Regions from separate parts of the Mus musculus genome. Here all the other regions are linked to region 1. The links are chromatin contacts, called in public Hi-C and HiChIP or PLAC-seq maps. All regions are on one chromosome and are shown on one strand. Each heading gives the region's core, a stretch centred on a gene start, on an enhancer-like site or on the middle of the called end of the contact. The rest is flanking DNA. Distances are from core to core; before and after follow the strand shown.

What was found. A called contact is a pair of places that touch in the nucleus more often than the background predicts. HiChIP or PLAC-seq counts read pairs in DNA pulled down with a chosen protein or histone mark.
Region 2: a contact with region 1 is called in a Hi-C map of cerebral cortex, with 5 times the contacts expected there. The contact joins two enhancer-like sites. A contact is called at or near these places in 1 of 15 datasets of contacts at CTCF or cohesin (the NIH/3T3 cell line), 5 of 484 Hi-C or Micro-C datasets (bone marrow-derived macrophages, cerebral cortex, double positive thymocytes and 2 more), 5 of 115 datasets of contacts at active chromatin or transcription factors (differentiating embryonic stem cells, embryonic basal ganglia, embryonic hindbrain and 2 more) and 1 of 9 other capture datasets (embryonic stem cells).
Region 3: an H3K27ac HiChIP or PLAC-seq map of regulatory T cells shows a contact between it and region 1, with 8 times the contacts expected there. The contact joins two enhancer-like sites. A contact is called at or near these places in 6 of 484 Hi-C or Micro-C datasets (cerebellum, cerebral cortex, gonadal supporting cells and 3 more), 7 of 115 datasets of contacts at active chromatin or transcription factors (differentiating embryonic stem cells, embryonic stem cells, neural tube and 2 more) and 1 of 9 other capture datasets (embryonic stem cells).
Region 4: a Hi-C map of cerebral cortex shows a contact between it and region 1, with 14 times the contacts expected there. The contact joins two enhancer-like sites. A contact is called at or near these places in 1 of 15 datasets of contacts at CTCF or cohesin (the NIH/3T3 cell line), 5 of 484 Hi-C or Micro-C datasets (the N1E-115 cell line, bone marrow-derived macrophages, cerebral cortex and 1 more) and 6 of 115 datasets of contacts at active chromatin or transcription factors (differentiating embryonic stem cells, embryonic midbrain, embryonic stem cells and 3 more).

What each region holds. Positions count from the first base shown.
Region 1 is chr13:37,311,222-37,314,449 of GRCm38.p6, forward strand. No RefSeq gene overlaps it. Among named protein-coding and RNA genes, the nearest start is that of Gm40913, 21 kb to the right of the region's middle. RefSeq lists an enhancer at 1-2,589. Within about 2 kb of position 1,495, at least 95 of the 459 cell types and tissues checked have an H3K27ac peak or open chromatin away from gene starts, as enhancers often do. A contact at or near this core is called in the N1E-115 cell line, bone marrow-derived macrophages, cerebral cortex and 1 more, where this site is marked.
Region 2 is chr13:36,366,801-36,370,028 of GRCm38.p6, forward strand. All of the region lies in intron 5 of Fars2 (phenylalanine-tRNA synthetase 2 (mitochondrial)), which reads left to right. Among named protein-coding and RNA genes, the nearest start is that of Gm40912, 160 kb to the left of the region's middle. Within about 2 kb of position 1,656, at least 39 of the 459 cell types and tissues checked have an H3K27ac peak or open chromatin away from gene starts, as enhancers often do. A contact at or near this core is called in bone marrow-derived macrophages and cerebral cortex, where this site is marked.
Region 3 is chr13:36,447,115-36,450,342 of GRCm38.p6, forward strand. All of the region lies in intron 6 of Fars2 (phenylalanine-tRNA synthetase 2 (mitochondrial)), which reads left to right. Among named protein-coding and RNA genes, the nearest start is that of Gm46409, 160 kb to the right of the region's middle. Within about 2 kb of position 1,472, at least 22 of the 459 cell types and tissues checked have an H3K27ac peak or open chromatin away from gene starts, as enhancers often do. A contact at or near this core is called in regulatory T cells, where this site is marked.
Region 4 is chr13:36,530,357-36,533,584 of GRCm38.p6, forward strand. The region is part of intron 6 of Fars2 (phenylalanine-tRNA synthetase 2 (mitochondrial)); the gene reads left to right. Among named protein-coding and RNA genes, the nearest start is that of Gm46409, 81 kb to the right of the region's middle. Within about 2 kb of position 1,710, at least 22 of the 459 cell types and tissues checked have an H3K27ac peak or open chromatin away from gene starts, as enhancers often do. A contact at or near this core is called in the N1E-115 cell line and cerebral cortex, where this site is marked.

The DNA.
Region 1 (3,228 bases), core at 245-2,744:
TGGTCCCCTCGAGAGCGCAAAGTTAGACCCGCCCTCATTCTGCCCCTTCCTGTGCCCGGGTGTTGGAGTCCTTTCCTTTCAACTTATCCCTTCCCCATGTCTCTCCCTGAGCCCCGGTCTCACTCACAGCCCCACTAGCCCGGCCCTTGGCCCACATTAGACTCTTTCATCTCCATTTTGTGAGTTTATCCCCGCAGATCCCTGCAAACTCCTGGAGGTCAGAGCTGAGCACCTCTGTGTTCCTTTTTCCAGGCAGGTTGTCTACACATGCTATTAAACTAGACAGGCGCTCTTCCTCATCCCTCCTTTCCCACTCGCCCAATGCTCAGAAATCAAACAAAGCCAGAGGGACCAGGACACGCCCTGGAGGAGCAGGAGGGGACCTGGGACCAGCTTCTCCTGTCTATCAGTAATTAGAGCGGTGGGGGAGGGGCTGCCCTTGGCACAGACAGGTCCTTAAAGGCTGCTGCCCCAGAAACTGCCTTCAGATCGACAGCCAAGGGAATCGCGATGAAAAATTCATCAGCTTCTTACTTTCCGCGGCCCAGCTGCGCCTAGCAGATGACCTCGGCGGGGACAAGCCCGCTGTGAGACACCGTCTGGTCGCTTCGAGGGGGCCAGCCCAGGCCTGCCGGGGAGCACTGCACCGCTGGGCTTTGTGCGTGCGCCATGAGCACGCGCCTATGAGGCCTAGAAGTACCACCGAGGTTTGACTGCTGGGGACCAGAGACAGTCATCGGACCTTTTGGTGCAAGCTACTGGGAGCCAGAGTGTCACTCTCTAGCAGGCGCCTGCGGTCCATCTTGCCCATCATACACTGTCCTACACAAGGCGCGACCTACTAGTGGAAGCAATACCAATTGGGTGGGCACCTGGGATCGTGGAAGCCCTGTAAGCTATAAAACTTCTAACCCTGGAGACTGGTCATCCTAACTAGACCTTACTTTCATGCCACCACCTCCCACCTTTGCTGGCCCCAAGCTGCCTCCTGAAGTTCTGGATGGGGTAGGTTCTCTTGAGCTGGGGTGGCCTGGGAGGATGACAGAGATCCAGTTGGGGAAATGCTACTGAGTTGCAGGTTTCTGGAGGCCTCTCCAGCCCCTGCCATCTGGGCACTGCACAGACAGACGCTGCGTGGGTCCCTAGAGCTTGCCACCTCCGCGCCACACTGCCAGCCATGCCGCTGCGGCTGCAGAAAAGCCTCACGTCCGAGATTGCTGGACCGTGGGTGGGGGTAGGGAGCGCAAAGCGAGACTAGGCGCGGGAGGCGGGGGAGCGGGGGGCCACTCCTGGACTCTGAATTTTAAAGTTGTTTTCTTGCAATCACACTTTAATATGCACCGATGTCTGGTCTGCGGACCACGCAATGTAGTGAGATGCCATGTTGGCCTCTTTGGAATCCGCAGTAGGTTTTTTTGTGCTGTTCTGCTGGGGAATCAAATGTGGTGATTAGGGAAGTTTTATATTCAGGTCAGGCTTTCCCAGGACTAGAGAATGTACTACAACTTAGGCCAACATCGCCATCTGGTGGTATCATCGAGGGACTCGAGCAGGTGTGGGGAGACCAGAGGAATGATGTCATGGTCTGCAATTTTTTTCTTGAGGGGCGGGATGCTGGCTGGCTGCGGATCTAGTATTGCCTGATGCATTGTTTCTCGGATTTGGGGTTTTGCTGTTATTCACAGGTGAATCACCAAGTAAGCAAGGGTCCTTCCTAAAACTAATACCTTACATTTCACCCCATTGCAGAATTGAATTTAAACCTAAAAGACCCAATGGCTTTGACAGTCTTGAAGCAGGACTCCTTATGTGATCTTTCCTGGGTCCGTCTAAGTTGTTCACTTGACAGCCCCTCCCCGAGGTGTTTCTCCCTCCGGAATTCAACTGCAGAATCATCTGTGTGTTCAGAGCCCGCTTGCATTCTTCTGAGTTTCCATTCCTTCAAGACTAAGGAACAGGCTTCACACTGCCTATAAGCATAGGGTCCCATCTTCAGAGGCATCTCCCTGGCTCCCTTAGTCACTCCTCTGTTCTTTGCTTTACCAGATCTGGATAGAAAAGCCAGCTCCCTTGCTCCTCTGTACTTCTGTCCTCAGCATCCCTCAACACTTTGCCCCTCACCTTAGCTCTAGCCAACAACTGACAGCAAGCACCATTCTGCCTTGCCCCTCGTCCCACCCAAGGCTAAGAAGAAAGGGTGGCCTGAGGTCGCTGAGTGGGCTGGCTGCACATTGAAGGTTCAGGTGAGACCGCAGTGCCGCTTGATGGTGAGCCGGCGTTGATTCCTGCACTGCAGATCTTCTCAGTTTCTTCTCCTCTTTAGCTTTGTGTCTGTACAATACTTGGCTAGTTCAGAAGCAGATCCTCCCACTTTCCAGACACTCTTGCTCCTCAATGTTGCCTCTTCTACCTTAAAGTAGTTGTGTCACTGCCTGGCCTTTTATTCTCTCTTACTTCGGAGGAGGAAAAACAAGAAAACAAAAACACAAAACAAAACAAAACAAAAAAAACCTTTCATCTTTTGCAAACCCTGTGTATCTGCTTTTACCTGCAACACAAACTACTGCCTGCAAGTAAACAGGGGTGGGGAAGAAGAAGCCCCTAAGAAAATGTACAGAAAGAATGGCTACTAGCATTCTCAGAAGAATGGATAAAAATACTGAATGCATTTTATATATGTGTGTGTGTACAAGAATAAATATATATATGACTATATATGTGAATACATATTGTATACACAAGAAAGGGAATAGTAAGAAGACAGAAAGGGGATTTTTAAAAGTTTTAAATGCTAGTAACAATGAAAGATTGAAAAATGTAACATTTCACATAAGCTTCCCAGAAATTCCAATAAAAGGCAAAAAAAAAAAAAAAAGATTGACCAATTTTTATCCAAGAAAAGAGAAAAACAAGATGAGCTCCACAACTTGAGGGGATCGAGGCAAACTGATATCGATCAAATGGGATCCTTTGTCTTAAAAAGTCTTCCAGAAGGCTTGGCATGCCTGTGCATAAATCCTACTCTCAGCAAACCAAAAAAGAGGGTTAGCTCATTTAAGGCCAGCCTGGGCTCCAGAGCAAAACTCTCTCAACAATAAGTCTTTAATAATTCCAAAGGGACAACAGCAGAGCTTAAACCAAAGACAGGGCTCATGCGTTGAGCAAAGTTCCTTGGATAGTCTCATTTACAGCAGCTGGAGTTCACTATTCCATACAGGGGAAGTCTCC
Region 2 (3,228 bases), core at 406-2,905, 940 kb before region 1:
ACTAACCAGCAATTTCATTCAGTCCTGTCTGACAATTCATGGCAGAGCCTTTGCCATTGGACAACTAAGTTTCTGTGTGTGCCCCTCAACAACTGGGTAACTTTTGATCATATTTCACCAGATAAACAAAATGGCCTTTCAGTGTTTAAAAAGAAAAAACAATTGTGATAGTTTTGATTTTTTGTTGTTTTGTTTTGTTTGGGGGGGTTGTTTTTGTTGTTGTTTTTACATTAGTTGAAAGTCAGAGACAAAGACTAATGAACTTTCTAGAATCATTGCACTCTAGAATAACTGAGTTCAGCATTGCGGACACTGTGATGGACCATGCTTACTTGTCTTTGACAACAGAGTACATTCAGGCAGCACTCACTGAGAGCCATTTGGGGAACTGCCTGTGATTGTTTGGTCAACACATGAGGGGCATTAAGAAGTAACTGTGCTTCCATGTCTTTGATTTCAACCCTCATTTGGTCATCATTACAGCCACTCACTGTATATCACCATTGTATATCACAAATATATCACCAGTGGATGACTGTTCCTTTGCTTAAAGAGTACTGTGCACACAGAATGGTTCCAGGTACCAAGCATAGCCCCGTTCTTGCTTACCCTCTGTAAAATTAAGAAATTAGAACGTAATAGATGTTTCTGTCTGTTACATGCACAGATAGGTCTCAGGCCACCAGTGTTCACTGAGTATCTGTTCTGCTCACAGCCAGTTGAGCAGTTTTTGCAAGATTTGGAGAAGAATCATTCATACTTAACTGTGCCTCAGTTTCTTTAGCTATAAAATTAATGAATGTAATGCCACTTCTAGATAATTTCATTTACATGGCATCATAAATATCTTCCAGAGATGCATGGATGTGTTCAAATTATTAATAAACTCATTGTCTAGTAACAAAAACAATATCATTTCCTCTCTACTTACAAATAGAATTGTTTGCTATTGTTCTTGAAACAGATACTCACTCTGTAACCCTCACTGTCCTGGAACTTGCTATGTAAACCAAGCTGGCCTAGAACCTAGAGAACTCCATCTGCCTCTGTGCCTTTCTAGTGCCTGCAAAAAAAAAGGTATGAGTCACCTGCCTGCTAGAGTTATTGTTTAGCAGATCTTCATGACCTACTTTCAAGCTCTGTTGTAAGGATGTTACATAAAAAGCCTGTTGCCTAGATACTGAAGTATTAATAGCCCCATTTTACAGAAGAGGAAACTGAGTCCAAAACCAGGAACATAGCAGGTCCAGTGCCACAGGCACAGCCATGGTGGAATTCTGCTCCTCTGGTCTGCAGTCCTGCTGGCAGTATCAGCCTGGAATCAAGCAAGTGGCTGTTTCTTTGAGGGGCCTGTATTACAGTTGAGAGAGGGAGGGAGGGAGAGATCCTGCAAAATTTTAGATGTTTCTGTTCTGATCTTCCCTAGCATGTCAGGCCAACTTCCTCCTCACCAGATGTCACTGCAGCTTGGAGGCAGGCCTGCCCTTGGCTCTAGATGCCATTCTTTGACCAGAATTCCACTCTCCCTCATCCTCTTGCTGCAGACTCATCTAAGCTGCAAGACAGATGCTGCAGAATTCAGCAAAGTCTTGACAGGCACCTCATCACTTTACAGCAGCTGCATTTCCCTGGACCCACCTTCAAACTGAATGAGTAACCAACAGAGTCTTGGTTGAGCTTCCTCATAAACCACACCGACCAGTTCCAACAGTCTTCCTGTGTGTGTGTGTGTGTGTGTGTGTGTGTGTGTGTGTGTGCATGTGTGTGTCTGTGTGTGTCTGTGTGTGTGTGTGTGTGTGTGTGTGCATGTGTGTGTCTGTGTGTGTCTGTGTGTGTGTGTGTGTGTGTGTGCGTGCATGTGTGTGTCTGTGTGTGTCTGTGTGTGTGTGTGTGTGTGTGTGTGTGCATGTGTGTGTCTGTGTGTGTCTGTGTGTGTGTGTGTGTGTGTGTGTGCATGTGTCTGTGTGTGTCTCGCAGCCTTTGGAGAAGGACCACTTTAGGAGCTCTCACTGGTGTAGTTCCTAGATGACTATTTTATCAGCATGTTGGGTTTTGTTTTAACCTAGACTTGCATCTGCCCTCCCACAGCATTTAATGAAGAGGTCTTTGACATAAATCTCTGAAAACAAAAGCTACATTATGCATCCTGTGCATGCAGAGCCGTCAGGGATGCTTCTCTGTGAGATGCATAATTAGAAACTTAGCTCTGTGCTGAGAGTGGGGAGCTGCGATGGGTTAATAAAACACCGCTTCTCAGCTCCTTTTCTGCTCAGAATATGAATTAGGATATGCAGAAACTAAATGACAGGAGCAGCCCAGGGAAGAAAAATGCCTTATTTTTATTACTGTAATATTCTTCATCCTATATTCTGTCATACCACAACCTAGTTCCAGAGACCTGAAGCAATGACTGTTCAAAAAAAGAATTGTCTGAGGTGACTGTTTCTTTGTGCATGGATAAAAAGCCTTCTCTAAATCTATTTTTGTATTGTTTTTATTTAGAAATTTTTAGCTGAAGTACAAATATATGAGTTTAAGGCATAAACTATGCTGTTTTTACTGTAATAATTACCACAAATTTTTATTCAACACTGTTGAGAAGTTTTGTGTGTGTGCACGTGCGCTCTGCATTCTCCTTATTTATCGTTCACTGATGGCACTTGGATTGTTATTATGACTTGGCTGCTGTAGTAGTACTGTAATAACGAACACGAGAGTCCAGAGCTCTTCCAGAGCTGATTTGCACGTATGCACAGACCTGGCGTGGCGGGAGCTTAAGCTAGTTCTCTATCCGGCTTGAGGCCCCTCTCCACTGGTTTCACATTGACTGTCCCAGTTTCAGTCCCACCCAGCAAACAACTTTCCCTTTTTCTGCATCGTCATAGCCATCCTAGGAGATGGCAGGTGACTTCTCATTGCCTCCATCGTTAGCATTAAACATCCTTTCAAGTACTGTTGGAAATTCATAGGCTTCCTTTGGAGAATGTTTATTTGAGTCCTTTGCCTAATTTTTAAATTGAGTCATGTCGCTTTGTTACTTTTATATAGTTACTGATATATTTTGGATATTAATTTTGTATTTGATAAATACTGATAAAAGCAAATTTTAAGCTTTCCTAAACTGCAAGGGTTAAAGCAGAAAGGAAAGAACAGATATGGGAAGTTAATGTGCAAACAGTTCAAATGTGGATTACGGCTTTATGCCTTGGGCAGGTATAAGAGCTCGTC
Region 3 (3,228 bases), core at 222-2,721, 860 kb before region 1:
CATCTCACTCTGGTGCGCACTGCTCGAATGCTAACAGGGCTGGCCCAGGGGCTGTGATACCACTTGGTTTCTTAGAGATTCAGTCCACACCTCCCTGAGGGCTTTGACAGGAGCTACAGAGCTACAGAGACATGAGTATGTGCGGCTGAGGTGCTTGATTGCTCCTCAGAAGTCAGTCCACTGAATTCATTTTCTCCTCACTAGGAAATCTGAGCCACAACCACAATACCATGTTCACAAGCCAAAAGAGAAAATTCTTGAAGCTACTCAGAAAAATAATGACTATGTGTTTTTGTCATTCTTTTAAGTATTCTTTCTGAGGTTTAACTCAAAGTATTGCCTGCCTGCCTGCCTGCCTGCCTGCCTGCCTGCCTTCCTTCCTTCCTTCCTTCCTTCCTTCCTTCCTTCCTTCCTCCCTTCCTTCCTTCTTTCCCTTCTTCCTTCCTTCCTTTTTCCTTCATACAATGCTCTGATAGAACTCAGAAGGAATAAATGAAAAGCCAGGCAGTAGCCTGCAGGTAGGAGCTTGCTTGTCTCCTCCCTCTATGGAGTCTTCTCTTTTTCAAGGTTAGGTACTGGTATAGTTATGTCCTTCGAATTTTGGAGAGGGGTGCTAGGGTGTTGACGAATATGGGGAAATGCATAGTGCTCCATGGTAGAGTTGGGAAGAAGGGATGGCAGGCTCATGGACTCCCTCTAGAGTGCTGTACTTATTTAAAAGGCTATGAGTTTGATTGATTGCATTCAGCTAACCCTAAAACACTCTGGAGTCCTCCTGTGTACAATGGTCTGAATTGGGTGGTACAAAGACCTCTTAAACTTGCTCCTAACTGAAAAGGGGCACAATTAAGTCATTAGTCTTCCTTTGTGTGTCTGCTTCACAGTTTACACAGAGCAGAGAATGTAACTGAGTAGACACTTTGTCATCAAGGACCGCTGCACCTCCCCAAGTGCACTGTGAGTTGAAACGGCACTACCTAAACACCCTGTGAGTTCACGTCAGCCAAGTCAGCAGCTTGGCTGCACAGGGACAGGATTGACTTCTCTCCTGGACAGTCCTTGAAGTGCCAGGAAGCCTGCCAGCTGCAAGGACCAGCAGCAAGTCAGTCCTTAGACTGTGGTTCCTGTGGACCAGGCATGTGCACTTGAGAGAGACAAAGTGAGTAGAGGAAGATTAAGATCATATCTAATCAAATCAAACTTTAAAATGAAAAGGACGTTTCATTTGACATTAAGAAAAGAAAATCCTATAAAATATCAAATATGGAGCCAGCAGCTAAAATTCACAGAATAACAAAATATCAGAGCAAGACAATCTCCTAGAACGGTCTGTCCACATCAGCCATTCACGGGTGGGGCCGCCAGCAGCACTTGGCCATCCTTCTCTTTGGCAGTGTGTGTAGGGTGGAAATGCACCTAATATTACTTGGTTGGGGAAGACAGAAGCCATTTTCTCTGAAGATATTTTGGCTGCTGCTTACAGGCTCATGGAGCACGAGAAATGCTTTGATGTGGAATATGTCTGGTTATGGGGCTTGCCTGAGCTGCGGGGGATTTCCACTCTCTCCCACGTGATGTTTGGCAGCCAGAATTCCTTTAATGCCCACCATCAGAGCACTTCTCCTTACTGTTCCTCTGCCCAGCCCCTTCAGTAGTCTCTGCACTCTGACAATAAATGGCTCAGAAAACAGATGAGAGATGTGTAAATTTACCTTTTTCCCCTAGGGATGATCGGAGCGTTCGAAGCTCCTGTCGTGCAGAGTTTCACTTCTCACCAGTGATGACTTGCTTTCATGATGCAAGCTTTGTCTTCTGTTTCATATTCAGTTTTCTAAGCAACCACATAAGCAAATATTTAATTTGTTTTCATTCACTCTTGTAGTACTGGATGGAACATAGATGAAACTGTACTGTTTGGTGGCCGTCGGAAGCTTGGGGATACCCAGAACAGTTTTGGTGTTGTACAGAAGGGCTGGCCCACCGGCAGTGCAAACAACTAAAGACACAGAGTAAACGGGATCACTGAGATGCATTAGCTCAGGCCACTGACGTTCACTACGTAGTTGTCATGGCTTCATTCAGACGGATCACTTCTTGTTTTTCTCCATTTGTGGACATCCAAGCCCTAAATGCATGGCTTTGAAGGCATCTCTAAATGTAATCCTGGCTTTTGTTTTCATAAGTGTATAAATTTTAACAGGCTACACATCTTGGGGTTTCAAGTTTCCAATGGTAGTGATGGTGATTCTACATAGAATGTTCAAGGAGGTTCTAGTCTAATAAGATACCTTACACTGTTGCTACAAATCCAAGCAGATGCTTAATCTTCTACCTTAAAAGACAGGGGAATGCTGGGCTGGAAAGAAATCACAAGTCATTTATCAACATCAAACTAGCTGTAGTAATGAGATCTTTGGTAAAGTGGACTTCACTGATGGTTCTTGAACACTGTGTACCTTGGCTTCCATCAACAGATCCTGTACAAAAGAAAACCAGTTAGTTACTACAGGGACATTAGTAAACTTTGTCAGGATCTTGTCTACCACAGCCTTGAAAGCCTCTGTAAAACCTTCTGTGAAAAAATTCTTAAGAGTTCAGTGTAAGAGAATTTTAGCTGTCTTCATCATGTTGTTACAGTTAATAGTAGGCAGCTTGCACTTAACTTTGGCTGGAGAGAGACCCTGCTGATTCTTTGGTAGGCTTCGAGGTTTACAGTTTCTATTACTTTTCTCCCTGCCCTCAGCATTACTAACGTTGACCCCACATATTATATTCAAGGCTGACAACATAGTATTACAGTTACCACTCAAGAAGTTAACACCTTCCTTGGTCACCCAAGCATCTATGAATGCCCAAGAATTGAGTCTGTTGAAAGAGACTACCTGTTGGGTATCACCTCATCAGCCACAAGAGCACCAAGCCTGGGTCTTCTGCCAGGCGAATAAAGGAGAAGAAGAGACTGAGCTGTCTTTAAGAGCCACTTCTAAGGGTACCCGTTCAGGTGACTTTACAAGCTCATATGGCTCATGACCTATGAAAGTGATGAGACAGAAGTGAGTTGGCTCCAGTAAAATGTCAGAAACACTCCCTTAAGTGTATTCTTTATCATCAAGCATTTTATTATATATTTTCTTTTATTAGCCACTTGAAATCCCCAGTAGAGTGAGACAAAGTATAAATTTATGAAAATCAAACACAACAGATTAATGATATATGCACCCAAGTTTG
Region 4 (3,228 bases), core at 460-2,959, 780 kb before region 1:
CCTTAATATCTACCCTTTGCTCTTGAATTCCCCTGCCCCCAATAAAAAACACAAACAAACAAAAAACATCGAAAAACATCTCATCATGCAAGTTGTAGTAGTATGCCACAGTGTGTCTCACAATATATCCCTCTGTCCACACACCTTCACTTGCTGATGTTCATCACAATGAATCATTTGGTCTGGTTCGAGATCTCTGTTTCTGTGACACCATCACTATTGGCTCCTCCTTGGGACTCCTCCCAGTTCTCCTGTTGTTGCCCTTCGTCATGGAGATCCTGCAGCTTTAGAAAAGCAGGAATGGCCCATTCACGTATCTCAACCATTTGCAAGTGATATAGATTTTGGGGTGGGCCAATTCAGAGCTCTGGATATGGGCCTGGTGGCAGCTGTGCCAGTCAGTGAGCCACCGGGGTGAGTTCTCTAGCACTGTTCTGGCCAGGCCACCCAATGCCACCATTGGCAGGAGGCAGGGTCATTTCTTCTGCTCTCATGGTCTCCGGCCAGCTCACCAGCACTCATGCCTCCAGAGACAACTCCACTGTGCTGCCCAGTCATAGCAGGAGGGGCTGTGGGGAGCACTTTTCCAAGTGCTGTAGCCTGCAAGGGGCTGGGCCAACTCTCCTACTCTCACACCCCCTGAGCTGGCTCACCCTTGACTTCACCATCAGGGCCAGCTCTCCAGAGCACTACAGCCAGTGAGGGGGCAGAGCTAGTTCTCCTCTGGGCCAGCTCTCAGTATTGCTCATAGGAAGGGGGAGGGACCCATGCCACCTCTTGACAGGTGAGTTGTAGAACCAGCTCTCCTACACTCTCTCCTAGGGTCAGTTCTCCTGTCTGCCTTCAGTAGTGAGGGGGTGGAAGGCATCTTCCCCCATCCAAGACCACTTCATAGCAGAGAAGTGATAGGGTCAGCTCTCCCTCACTGATACCCTCCAGCAATTAACCCACACCCCATCCGGGACAGCTCACTGGGACAAGCTCTTCCATCTGCCTCAGATGGTGAGGGGTGAGGGTTGGGGGGGGGTTCGCCTCTCATGTACTTAAACTTTAAATTTAAATCAAATTTCATCACAGGTACCCCAGTCATACTTTAGAAAAATGTATCTATAGTGTTTGTTGCTATTGCTGGTACTGGGCAGTCACTGTGGTCTTGGAATGTGTCCCCACCACTGAGTAGATAATCCACTCTTGATGGGCAGGCTCTGAAATAATTGCTGTATAGTGTGTCCATCTAGTCCTCAGAGATAGAAGAAGGAAATGGAGGTCTTGCTTCATAGGCAAGAACTCCAAGGCACAAGAGGTCATGCAGGGGCCCTAGATCTCACAGCAAAGAGAACGGGAATTGGAACCAGCTTTCTCTCAACTACAAAGTCAGGTGCTTCTCCATTCTCCCACAGCCTGGCAGCTCTCGGTCCTGTCCTTGGAAGTAACATCGAGCTGTCTCCCTCCCTCCCTCGTCTTGCCGCCCGTGCTTCTTGTCTGGCTTCCACGAGCTTCTGGATACATTGAATGAACTTGCTTTCTCCACTGAGCAGAAGAGTGATAACATGGGGCATCGGGCTGAACCTTTGTCTCTGACAAGCAGGAACTAGTTGACTACAAAGCCAAGGATCCAGCTTTCTCACTCTGTCAGTGGAACTCTTCTGGACAGCATCTTTCTGCACTGAGTAATCTCTGTGTGGATGGATAGGCAGTGTCTGCAGTGCCCACTGGTCATGCCTCGTCTATTCTGGGAGGTGTCAGGCATACCATCCAAGAACACAGAGTAGCTGCTCTGTCACAGATGGAAAAGCAGACTATTGTGGATGCTGTAGGAGATAGGTTTGGGCTGCATGTGAGGAAGGGTTTTATTTCAAGTTCAGAGCTAGTTTGGTTGCCACGGTGAACCCAGTGGTTGTATAATAGAAGTCTTCCCTCCCTCACCAAGACTCTGACCCATTGTTCCTTCTTTCCAGGCGGCTCCATAGCCCTGTACCCCTTCAGAAAATACCCCCCATACTTTGAGCTGGGGGGAGCACTAGTTAATCTTCAAGTAGTTCTGATGATGGTTCACTTTATTACTCTTTCTATTTTGTTTTAAGATATTTATTGCTCAGCTTTTTCACATTAAGACTGACACAAATATGAATATTTACAGGATGCAGTAAAATATTTTGAGCTATGTGTAATGATACAGTAATCAAGGTGCTTGGCATATCCGTCACCTCAGACATTCGTCATCTCTTTGTTTTGAGAACATTTAAAGTCCTCTTGTAGATAATGTAAAATATTCAAAACAGGGTCACTAGCCAGGGTCATCTGCTTTGCCACAGATCACTAGAGCCTGCTCCTTTCACCTTCCATAACTTTGTTGATCTTTCATCCCCACCCCAGCCTCTGGCAGCCCCCGCCCCTATTTTTTTTGTGAGACCAGCTTCTTTAGGCCCCACAAATAAGAGAGAGCACACACTGTGTCCCTTCTGTAATTGTCTTACTCCACTGAGCATAGCATCCTCGGGACCACCCATGCTGCTGCGATGACACCATCGCACCTTTTTAAAGACTGAGTAGTATTCCATTGAGTAAGTGTTCTTGATTTCTTCTTCCATTCACCCCCTGCCGGATGCTTGTGGTAATCTCATATCTTGGCTTTATGAATACTGTGCCAATAAGCATGGGGTCCAGGTCCTCTCAACACCTGTTAAAACCTCCTTTGGATGCATACCCTGAAGGGGATTGCTAAACCCTTTTAGGCATAAGCTTGACAGTCCTTTCACTGATCCAGACTTGACTGTTCTCAATCCCACGCAGCTTTCTCTTTGGTCTAAAGTTAGGAGTCTCGGAGGAGGAGGCACTAAAACAGAATCCCCCTCTGCTGGCTTGTCCCGCTGGCCTGCCTCCTCTCCCCATAGTTCACATGGGATTGCCCATCCTGGTTCTCAGTTTCTGCCTGAGCATCCGGACTTGGGTGGGAGGTGGAATTGGGTAAGCCTTGACGTTCAGAGTGGAGCAGGGAACAGGACCAAGGTGAAAGCAAGTCATGTGTTTTGTTTCCCCTAGTTGGACCCTGAAAGGGGGTGGGGGTGATGTCAGGCTGGTTGGGAGAAGCACAAGATGTTGTGGTATTGGCACAGCAGACCATCCTGAATCACTCAGGAGCAGACAAGGATGGTCACGTATGGCTGCCTGTGTCCAGTGTCTACAGGCAGAATGACCCAGATTTCTTTTTTGGTTTCTTCAGTGTCC